Regions from separate parts of the Mustela erminea genome. Here region 1 is linked to region 2. The links are chromatin contacts, called in public Hi-C maps. All regions are on one chromosome and are shown on one strand. The core of a region is the stretch at or near the end of the contact, and the rest is flanking DNA. Distances in the headings are between cores, read along the strand shown. Region 1 holds the start of MAP4K5 (mitogen-activated protein kinase kinase kinase kinase 5). Region 2 holds the start of L2HGDH (L-2-hydroxyglutarate dehydrogenase, mitochondrial).

Evidence for each region. Hi-C and Micro-C count contacts between places; a contact is called where the count stands out from the background.
Region 1: a contact with region 2 is called in a Hi-C map of spleen, with 5 times the contacts expected there. The contact joins the promoter of MAP4K5 here to the promoter of L2HGDH in region 2. A contact is called at or near these places in 3 of 3 Hi-C or Micro-C datasets (fibroblasts, skeletal muscle and spleen).

What each region holds. Positions count from the first base shown.
Region 1 is chr5:99,389,026-99,394,019 of mMusErm1.Pri, forward strand. MAP4K5 (mitogen-activated protein kinase kinase kinase kinase 5) reads right to left here and starts at 2,977. Exons shown (of 33, transcript XM_032344182.1): 1 at 2,811-2,977; 2 at 1,488-1,704. The coding sequence starts at 1,595.
Region 2 is chr5:99,203,609-99,208,369 of mMusErm1.Pri, forward strand. It overlaps L2HGDH (L-2-hydroxyglutarate dehydrogenase, mitochondrial), which reads right to left and starts at 1,623. Exons shown (of 10, transcript XM_032344187.1): 1 at 1,313-1,623. The coding sequence starts at 1,452. DMAC2L (ATP synthase subunit s, mitochondrial) reads left to right here and starts at 1,570. Exons shown (of 4, transcript XM_032344202.1): 1 at 1,570-1,695. The coding sequence starts at 1,607.

The sequences.
Region 1 (4,994 bases), core at 1,727-4,226, 190 kb after region 2:
TTTCACTAACATGAACTGAACTGATCTAATTCATAGTGAATCATAAGATGAAAATGGCTAAAAAATAGGACTAAGAAGGCAAAAGAGGAATTTCAACTTTTTCAAGAGCATTCCACAAAATGGCTAATCCATACCTAACAATGAAGAGTTAATTACCTCTAATTCTACATAAAGAGGATTCTGTCATTATTATCCACTTTGAATTCAAAGGCATTCATAGGGCAAGAACTGGGACTTTCCTTATAGTTCACCACCCCATACCTAGAACAGTGCCTACACAGAAGATTCAAATGCCCTTTTAACGAATAAAAAGTCTATCCATCACAGTCCACTTCAGTAAAATGACACAGTACTAGAGCTGTCATATACCACTCGGCATCATTATTATTAATGGAATAATAAAAGCAGAAAAGGAGGGAAAAAAAGGATGTTTTCTTTACATTTTACCATCTGTGCAATACAATAACATACCCCAGAGGAGTGGACAGTAAATTACCCATATGAAAGGAGGCCATTTCAGCTATATGCAGGAGTGTTGTTTGGAATAATGGAACATATATCATGATTAAACCCAATAAACAAACTGTTGCAAAAATCAAAGGAAATGTCCTTTAATATAGCCACATGAATTGTATTAACGCTTCTTTTAAAATAGAAAACAAAAACCATAAAACAATCTGAAACAATCTTCTTTCTTTTTAATCCTTCAAGAACTCAATGGATTTACAGAATTCAGTTTGCTTCTCCATAATTTTTCTTTAATCCCAAATTAAAAGTACCTTCCCTTCCCCATTTATCTCAAATAATGCAAAAGAGCACAATTAAGAAGACAACAGCTCCTACCCCTTCTTGGTCATGGAATGTTCTAAATCCCTGAGAGTGGAACTGCTAAAGTAGGGCGGGGGGGGGGGGGGGGAATCAACCAAATACAAACGATGAAACATCTGCCAGGAAAAGCTGAATTCTCCACAGAATAATGTCCGTGCACACATCATTTTAATTGGTATTACACTGCTTACAATTAATGACAGACCTGGTTTCATAATGACTTTTAAATCAAGCTCATCCACTTAAGAATTTTTTCTTTAAATGCAAATGCCTAATGTCAATATTCTTCTCATCTACTGTCTTCCATGAAGCATTTTTCCATGCTAAGACTAGCACATCCTCATGTGCAACTCTAAAAGCAGATTCGAACTTCCCTCAATGCCACAAAAAAGACATAAAAAGCCTTTATACCACACACACTCAGTACCGCCGTGGTTTGCAAAGGTGTGGTTAGTTTTGCGTGTTGGTGGCGATCAGAGCAAGCAATGAACACAGGGTGCTCTGAGCTCAGTAAAAAAGGAACCCAGGCCGCTACATCCCCAAGATGCAACAATAAAGGCATCTTCCCCACGTCTCATACTCCGCCAGAAAGTGGCCCTATTCCCGAGAGCCAGCCGACCTCAGGAAAGGAGCCCGGCCCCGGGCCCGGCCTGCCTCACCTTGTAGACGTCCCCGTAGGTGCCGCTGCCGACCCTCTGGACGAGCTCGTAGTCCTGCTGCGGGTTCCGCCTCAGGATGTCCGCGGCAGGCCGCAGCGGGGCCTCCATCTTCGCTCAGGGCCCGGCCCCCGCCGGCTCAGCCCGCGGCGCCCCGATTCCCGCTAACGAGGACGAGCGGCGCCGCTTCCCAACATGGAGCCTCTGCCCGCAGCTCCGCCTGCACGAGGGACAAGCAACCACTACAACCCCGAGCGGCCCAGCCCCTTCCCTTCCGCCCCGCCGGGGGCCGCGGACAAGCGGGCCTAGGAGGGTCCCCCGCGCCCCGCAGTCGCGGCCCGGTCGCGGCCCTTCCCCCTCCTGGCCGCCCGCGAACAGCCCGGCCGGTCTCCCCGCCCGCCGGGAGCCGGGGGCCCGCTCGGTATCCGAGGGGGGCGGCCCCGCTCTTTGTTGAGCGCCGAGTCTGGGACCTACTTCCTCGCCGGCGCCCGCGTCCCGCTTTCCCGGCGCCCGCCGGCCACTCCAGGTCTCCGGGCCGCCGCCTCCCGCCGCACCGCACGTCCTCTCGCAGGCGGCGGAGGCGCGTACCGTCGCCGCCGCCGCCGCCGCCGCCGCCGCCGCACCACGTCCCCCACCCGGGGCTGCGTCACCGGGTGAAACGTTCCCGGCCAGCGTGGGTCGGCGCCCAGCGGCCCGCCCGAGCGCGCCGGCCGCGGGACCAGAGTGCCGCCCTGAGGCCTGGTCGGGACACGACACCCTCCCGGCCGCCAGGCCGCCGGGCCCCCCCGGCCGGGCGCGTCCTTTCGGGGCCCGGGCTGTGCTACCCGCGGAGATTACGGACGCCCGCGGGCATTCTTGAACCGACGGGCCTCCGCTAAACCGCCCCCAGCTGCGTCAGGTAAATCTGGAGGGTGACGGGTACAGGGACAAGGGTGGGCACGAGGGCAGCCTTTCCAGTTCAACACGGAAAAGGTACGCTGAGGGCACTGGGCCAGAAGTAACCTGGCCGTGGGGCGCCAGGGAAGGAGGTGGGGGAGTGCCGGGTGAACTAAGCCGCGGCACACCCTACTGCACCTTCCTGTTTTGCAAATCATTGCCAGTGGTACCAGTTTGAGGCTTCCCTGCACACCTGCACAACCTGTCTTCTGCCGAGTTTTTTCCACGACATTTCTGCAAGCCTGAATTCCCAGAAAGTCTCAGTGGCCTTTATCCCTGTTGGGCACCGCGCGGTGCCTCACCGCGGGGATTGCTCCTTGAATGAGACCGGGTGTTCTGCAGAAGCGAAAACAAAAGCAGAGACCGCAAAGGGATTCTGAATCTACTTACCTTCTCAGTATGTGATCTGGGACAAGACATCATATTTGGTGGTATCTCAGTATCGTTATCTGCAGCTTGAAGAGGATAAGGTTTTGCATCTGACATCCAAGAGAGTGTTTATAAGGCATTTTACAGGATTATAAAAAAGGTTGTCAAATGGAAGAGGTTATGCTTCACAGTGCCCAGAATATGGAACAGGAGTTCGAGGAAGTAATTTGGCTGGTGTTTCACAAGCTCTTTTGCAGTTTCGGGTCCAGCCCTGTTCTGAAAGTAGAAAGAAAGTTGCCAGATTTATGTATACTGGCAAAGGTATTTTTAGAGTTCAGTAGAGGCTTTGAACAGAAAAGCCAGAGAAACACTCAGCCAATGCATTTAGTAACTGAAAAATCACAGAAGAGCAGGTTGCAGATGGTGGGCTTGTGGTTTAGAACATCCAATTCAATTCTGTTCTTGGGCAATACACTCCTTGTTGGTGACCATTGTAATTAACTGTATAATGTAGAAATTAAATTTATACCTTAACAGGACAAGGAATATATGTATTTTCTTGTGCTTTGCGCACAAAGGGCACTTATTTAGGGAACATAAGTAAGCTCAGACTTACATGCTCTATGGACAAAGCCTATGTGTTTGCTGCATTGAAAAAATTGTTGAAGAACAGTTCCTTCTTTCAAAGCTTCTTGGCACTTGTTTTGGTGGGCACATACTTTTGGCTTCAATGACTCAAAATCTTTTCAAATGTTCTATTGGTATCCTAGTACTTGTTTACTGTCGTAGATTCTTTCTTTCTTCCTTTGACCCTATAAGCATTGATCCTTTCTCTAGTCTGAAATTTATTCTTACTTATTTATACTTGAGTTATTCCAGAGAATTTGAGGCAGCATACAGAAAATACATACTATACTACAAGGTAAAAGTAAATAAATGAAGAAATAGGTAGCTGCTAAATAGGTATGCTACTAAAGAGAGGGAAAATAGGATACCAGAACAATGCAAAAAAATTGGTCAAAGCAGAGGGTTTTATAGTGGTTTTGAGATCACAATGAAGCAATTGATCAAGCGAGCCACATCTTGTTCTGATACGAAGACTTTAGAAAAGTGTTTACCTCATGAGCCTGCATAAATTGGAAACTCTGAATTCCCGGTTTGAAACAAGGATAAATATCTGATAATCCTTCAAGGATGCTATTCTTGAAACACAGTGTTTGATATGAATCGGGCAATAAAAAGTCTGAGGTCATAGGCTTCAACAGCGGAGTGCAGCTGTTTTTATGTTGCCAGCAATGGCAGATCCATATGCTTTGACCATCAACCCGGACGTGGACAGCATGGAAAAAATTGAAATTCTACGTGGTACTTAAAAAAATGTGTCTGTTATAATCATTACTTGTACCACAATTGATGCAAACAGGAAAACATTTGCTTTATTCCAACTCCAAAAGAATCTTAAGGATTTAAAAATACTGGTTGAGTTCATTTAAACAAGATCAGTGAATTCATAGCTAGTGAGTTAAATATTACATGGTTGGCAGAGAAATTCAAGTTCAGTTTCCATAAAATAAACATATGGTACATAAATTTAATTTTACAGCCTAAACAATCAAGCACATAGTTTCAATAATAAAAAGAAATAATGTGGGGCACCTGGATGGCTCAGTCGGTTAAGCGTCTGCCTTTGGCTCAGGCCAGCATCTCAGGGTCCTGGAATGGAGTCCCAAGGGGGCTTTTTGCTCAGTGGGGAGTCTGCTTCTCCCTCTCCCTTTGTTCTTGCTCTCACTCTCTCTCTCCCAAATAAATAAATAAAAGCTTTTTAAAAATCTTTGAAAAATAATGTAATATAAAGAAAATAATAATTAAAAAATTGTAGCTCACAGGAGAGTTTCTTACAAACTACACAATATTATAACAAGGTATGGAATAAGAATAAATATAGCCTGATAGGCCCTTCATCCCAGCTTCAATATCATGTATTTTTTCTGTCTTTATGATACCTGACGTGTAAATATCTTCCAGATTTTATTCTTATCTATATAATGGCCTATAATGGTTCTTCGGTAAAATGCTAATTATAATCTGTGGTTTCTGGCTTCAACTTTATCCAGTACTGAAATAAACAAAAGCAAAAACGGGGACATAAAATTTTTTAACTTCTACCTGGTAAGGTTCACAAGTTACTAGCTAAGATAGAAAGAC
Region 2 (4,761 bases), core at 373-2,872:
TGTGGGTTTTTTTCTGCAACTTCCCATGGACCTATAATTATTTCAAAATAAAAAGTATAAACAAAACCTTCACTAACCCTACTTTTCCTCCCTTAAGAAAAGCAATCCCAAAATAATTGTCTACGCTCGCCCACCATGACTCACAAGTCCTATCCCACTCTAACCTCCCTCCAAACCACTAACACACAGCAGCCAGTCAACTTTTGAAACCTCAACATTTAATCACTCCCTCTTCTTAAAAATCCTTTAAGTCTCCCAATGCTCTTAGAATAAACTTCCATGTGGGTAAAATAAAATAAAAAACCCTGCTGTGATGTAGCCTCTCTCCAGGGTCATTCCACACCATCTCTGTTCCACGAAGAACAGTCCCACTCATCTTACCCACCTTCTAGTTCTGGAAAAAGCCAAGCGCTTTCCAGCTTTAAAGCCTTAGCATAAGCCACGCCCTCTCCAGAAAGCAGAGAAAGACGGTGGGTTTGGTTTTTTTTTTAATTAAATTGATTTATTTATTTTCAGAAAAACTGTATTATTTTTTCACCACACCTAGTGCTCCATGCAATCCGTGCCCTCTATAGTACCCACCACCTAGTTCCCCAACCTCCCACCGCCCCCACCCCCACCCCCGCCACTTCAAACCCCTCAGATTGTTTTTCAGAGTCCATAGTCTCTCATGATTCACCTCCCCTTCCAATTTACCCCAACTCCCTTCTCCTCTCTATCTCCCCATGTCCTCCATGCTATTTGTTATGCTCCACAAACAAGACTGTGGTTTTTAATGTGACCTCCAAACTTCAAATCACAGGACACTCACTTGTGCAAGCTTTGATTAGCAACTGAGCTGCTTCTCACAGGGGCAACTCTATGGGGTGTTTGCCAGGAACCGACTGATTTAGGAACTGGTCCCGGTCTTCCAAGCAACACCAGGGATGCCAGCAAATAAACAGTTTATTTGATTGCTTTGTGCGGTGGGTCCTTTAAGCCTCAAAACGACAACCTACGGGCAAGACTAGGATCCTACTCACAACTGAGCCTTTAAGGAGCTACAGTAACCCACCCAAGGACTGAATAGGAAGTGGAGGGAAGCTATTCAAAACCAGAACTGCTCTAGACCTCTCTACTCATCGCTGCCTTGCTCCGCATCCGGCACGCAACACAACGAATGAATCCTACAAGGGAACGCCTGGGATCCACAGGATCTTGACCTTCTCTCACGCCCGGGACAGGGAAGTAGAGCAGGGGCACAGGTCCAGGAAGAGGCACCTCGGAAAGAATTAGTAGCACAAGCGACGAGGGCAGGCCAGCGGCTACTCACCGGGTGCTGGCTCTACGGCCACCTTGGCACAGTGGCCAGGGTCTCCCCGGCGCCGGCCGGCACGCTGCAGCGAAGCCCCCGGGGAGACCCCTGCGGACCCCGCCGCAGGCACCGCTCAGGTAACGCAGCACCAGCACCATCGCCTGCGCCCCCTCCCCTACCCTCCTTCAGCCTCCAGCTCAGCCCACTGCAGCCCCACGCTCTGCAGCTCCCCGCGCAGTCTAGCCCCGCCCCCCACTCAGGGGCCAATGAGGCGCTCACCGACGCCCCACGTGAGGGCGGTGCCAGGGGCCAATGGACGCGCGCGGCGGAGGGCGAAGGGCAGGCACGCGGCGCCGTAGACGTGCGGCGCGCTGGCTCGCTCCCTCCCTTCCTCCGGCGCTGTGAGTAGAGGAGCTAGGCCTTGAGCGAGGCGGGCCTAGGGTGGTGGTTTCGCTCTGCCCTTTTCCTTCTCCCACGGCTGGGTCGACTGAAAAGCTGGCCTGTCGAGTCGTGCGTCCTCGGTGTTCACCGCTCAGCGTCCTCTGGACTTTGGGAGAAAGTCGGGGCGTGACAGGGGGTTGAAAACTCTCCTCTGGGCGGGTCCAGCGAGCCTCCCTGCCTCCCGCTCGGCCCGGCCCCCGCCCGCCGCCGGCCACCGGAGGTCTCCATCCTGACCCCCGCCAGACCAGCTGCCCGTGGAGGAGTGCTGGCTGTCCGGCCCTGGCCCTGGCTCCGGACGGAGGCTCTTGGTCACGGCAACGCCTGGCAGCCTGTAGTCTTCTGGCCTTGTTTTTGCGGGGCTCCCGGCGGTGACCTCTCTGCTATCATTTAGCAGCCTGTTTCCTTAAATACTGGGTCGAGATACGGTTTTAAACATGTTGCGCGGGGCTGGGTGCAGCGACTCACTTGTACCGGTGTCTTCACCCCTTTTCCTCATCTGTAAGGTGAGGGAGGTGGGCTGTGTCATCCCCAAGTGACCATCTGATCAAGTTTCAGTCACTGTTCCCGTGGCAGTTCCACACCTGTCCTCCGTGCTTGATGGCAGTTTTTAATTTTTAGGGTCAGAACAACTGAACAGAACAAAAGTAGAATGTTAAAAACTGTATTGCTGGAAGAATTTTGTTTGAATTTGATTCCAGGTATTAGTCTGATGGCTTGGGGAAGTCATTTCGCCTCTTTGCCTCAGATCCTCCTCTGTGGACCAGGAGTACAAGCCGTGTCCCTCTCAGGGGGCTCTTGTGTGCAGTACATGAGAAAAAGCTCGTGGGTCTTTAGCACAGGGAAGTACAGTTGAGCCCTGAAGAGCATGGGTTTGAACTATTCTGGTCCATTTACAGGCAGATCTTTTTCAATAAATCTGGTACAGTACTGTAAATGTATTTTCCTTGGGATTTTCTTAACATTTTATTTTCTCTAGTTTACCTTATTATTATTATTATTATTTTTTTAATTTGACAGAGATCACAAGTAGGCAGAGAGGCAGGCAGAAAGAGAGAGAGAGGAGGAAGCAGGCTCCCCACTGAGCAGAGAGCCCAATGCGGGGCTCCATCCCAAGACCCTGGGATCATGACAGGGCGGAAGGCAGAGGCTTTAACCCACTGAGCCACCCAGGCCCCCCTCTAGTTTACCTTATAATAATACAGTATATAGGGGCACCTGAGTGGCTTGGTTGAGTAAGCATCTGCCTTCAGCTCAGGTCATGATCCCAGGGACTTGGGATGAGCCCCACACTGGACTCCCTGCTCAGCAGAGAGCTCCATTCTCCCTTTCTCTCTCCATCTTCTTCGTCTGGCTGGTGCAAACTTCGCTCTGTTTCAAATGCATAAATCTTAAAAAAAAAAAAAAAATACAGTATATAATACATATAACATGCAAAATATGTGTTAGCTGTGTTGCTAGGCTTCTAATCAAACCGGAGTCTGTTAGTTAAATTTGAAAGGTCAGAACTTCTATGCAGATTTCAGCAGCTGGGGGCATGGTTGCTCAAGGGTCAACTGAATAAATTACTGCTTTTATTATGTTTAAATGATTTTACTTCTGGGACAGTTGACTATTTTATTTGTGAAAACAATGTAGAATGTTACTTGCTTTTCTCTTCGCAAATGGAAAGAAAATAAGAGATGGTTATTTGTTAAATTCAACTTTTGTTTTGAGATCATTGTAGAGTCCCATACAGCTGTAAGGAACAATAGAGATCCTGTATACCCTTTACCCATTCTCCCCCAATGCTAACATCTTGCAAAAATATAGTACAGTATCATAACCGGGAAACTGACCTTGACACATACCGGTGATATTATTCCTGCAGTTTTACAAGTGTGTATTTGGTTCTATGTATTTTTTGTTTTGTTTTGTTTTGTTTTTAAGATTTTATTTATTTTTTTATTTGGTGACAGAGCAAAAGCAGGGGGAGTGGCAGGCAGAGGTAGAGGGAGAAGCAAGCTCCCCGCTGAGCAGGGAGTCTGATGGCATCCCAGGACTCTGGGATCATGACCTGAGCAGAAGGCAGACACTTAACCGACTGAGCCACCCAGCTGCCCTGGTTCTATATTATTTTTACCACGTGTGTAGATTGTTGTGTTGCCACCACAGTCAAGCTACAACATGCTTCCATCACCACAAGGGATTCCTCCTGGTGCCCCCCCCTTTTTTTTTAGAGATTTTATTTATTTATCAGATAGAGATCACAAATAGGCAGAGAGGCAGGCAGAGCGAGAGGGGGAGGCAGACTCGCCGCTGAGCAGAGAGCCCATGCGGGGCTCGATCCCAGGACCCTGAGATCATGACCTGAGCCGAAGGCAGAGGCTTTAACCCACTAAGCCACCCAGGTGCCCCCTGGTGCCCTTTTATAACTATACTTCTCTTCTTCAGGACACCCCCTCCCAATCTGTTCTCCTTTTCTAAAATTTTGTCATTTCAAAAATGTTCCATAAACAAAACTATAAAGTATATAACTTTTTTGGAATTAACTTTTTTTTACTCAGTATAATCCCTTGAAATCCATCCAAATTGTTGTATGTATCAAAGGTTTATTCATTATTGCTGAGTAGTATTTCATGGTATGGATGTACCACAATAGGCTGAACATTCACCCATTGAAGAACAACTCAGTTCTAGTTCTCAGCTATTTGGAGTAAAGCCGCTATGAACATCAGTGTATTGCTTTTTGTATGAACCTGTTTTTGTTTCTGTGGGATAAATGCCCAGGAGTCCAGTTGCTGTGTCATACATATGATAAGCGCATGTTTAGTTTGGTGAAAAATTGCTAAACTGCTTTCCAAAGTGGCTGTACCTTTATACATTCCCAGCAGCAATGTTTGAGTGATCTGGTGTCTACTTACCATCAGTAATTGGTGGTGTCACTATCTTTTATTTCAGCCATGCTGATAGATATATAGTGGAGATGGTTATTTTTTAGTTTGCACAGCATATAGTTTGTAACTAGGTTAAATACAGAATTATACATT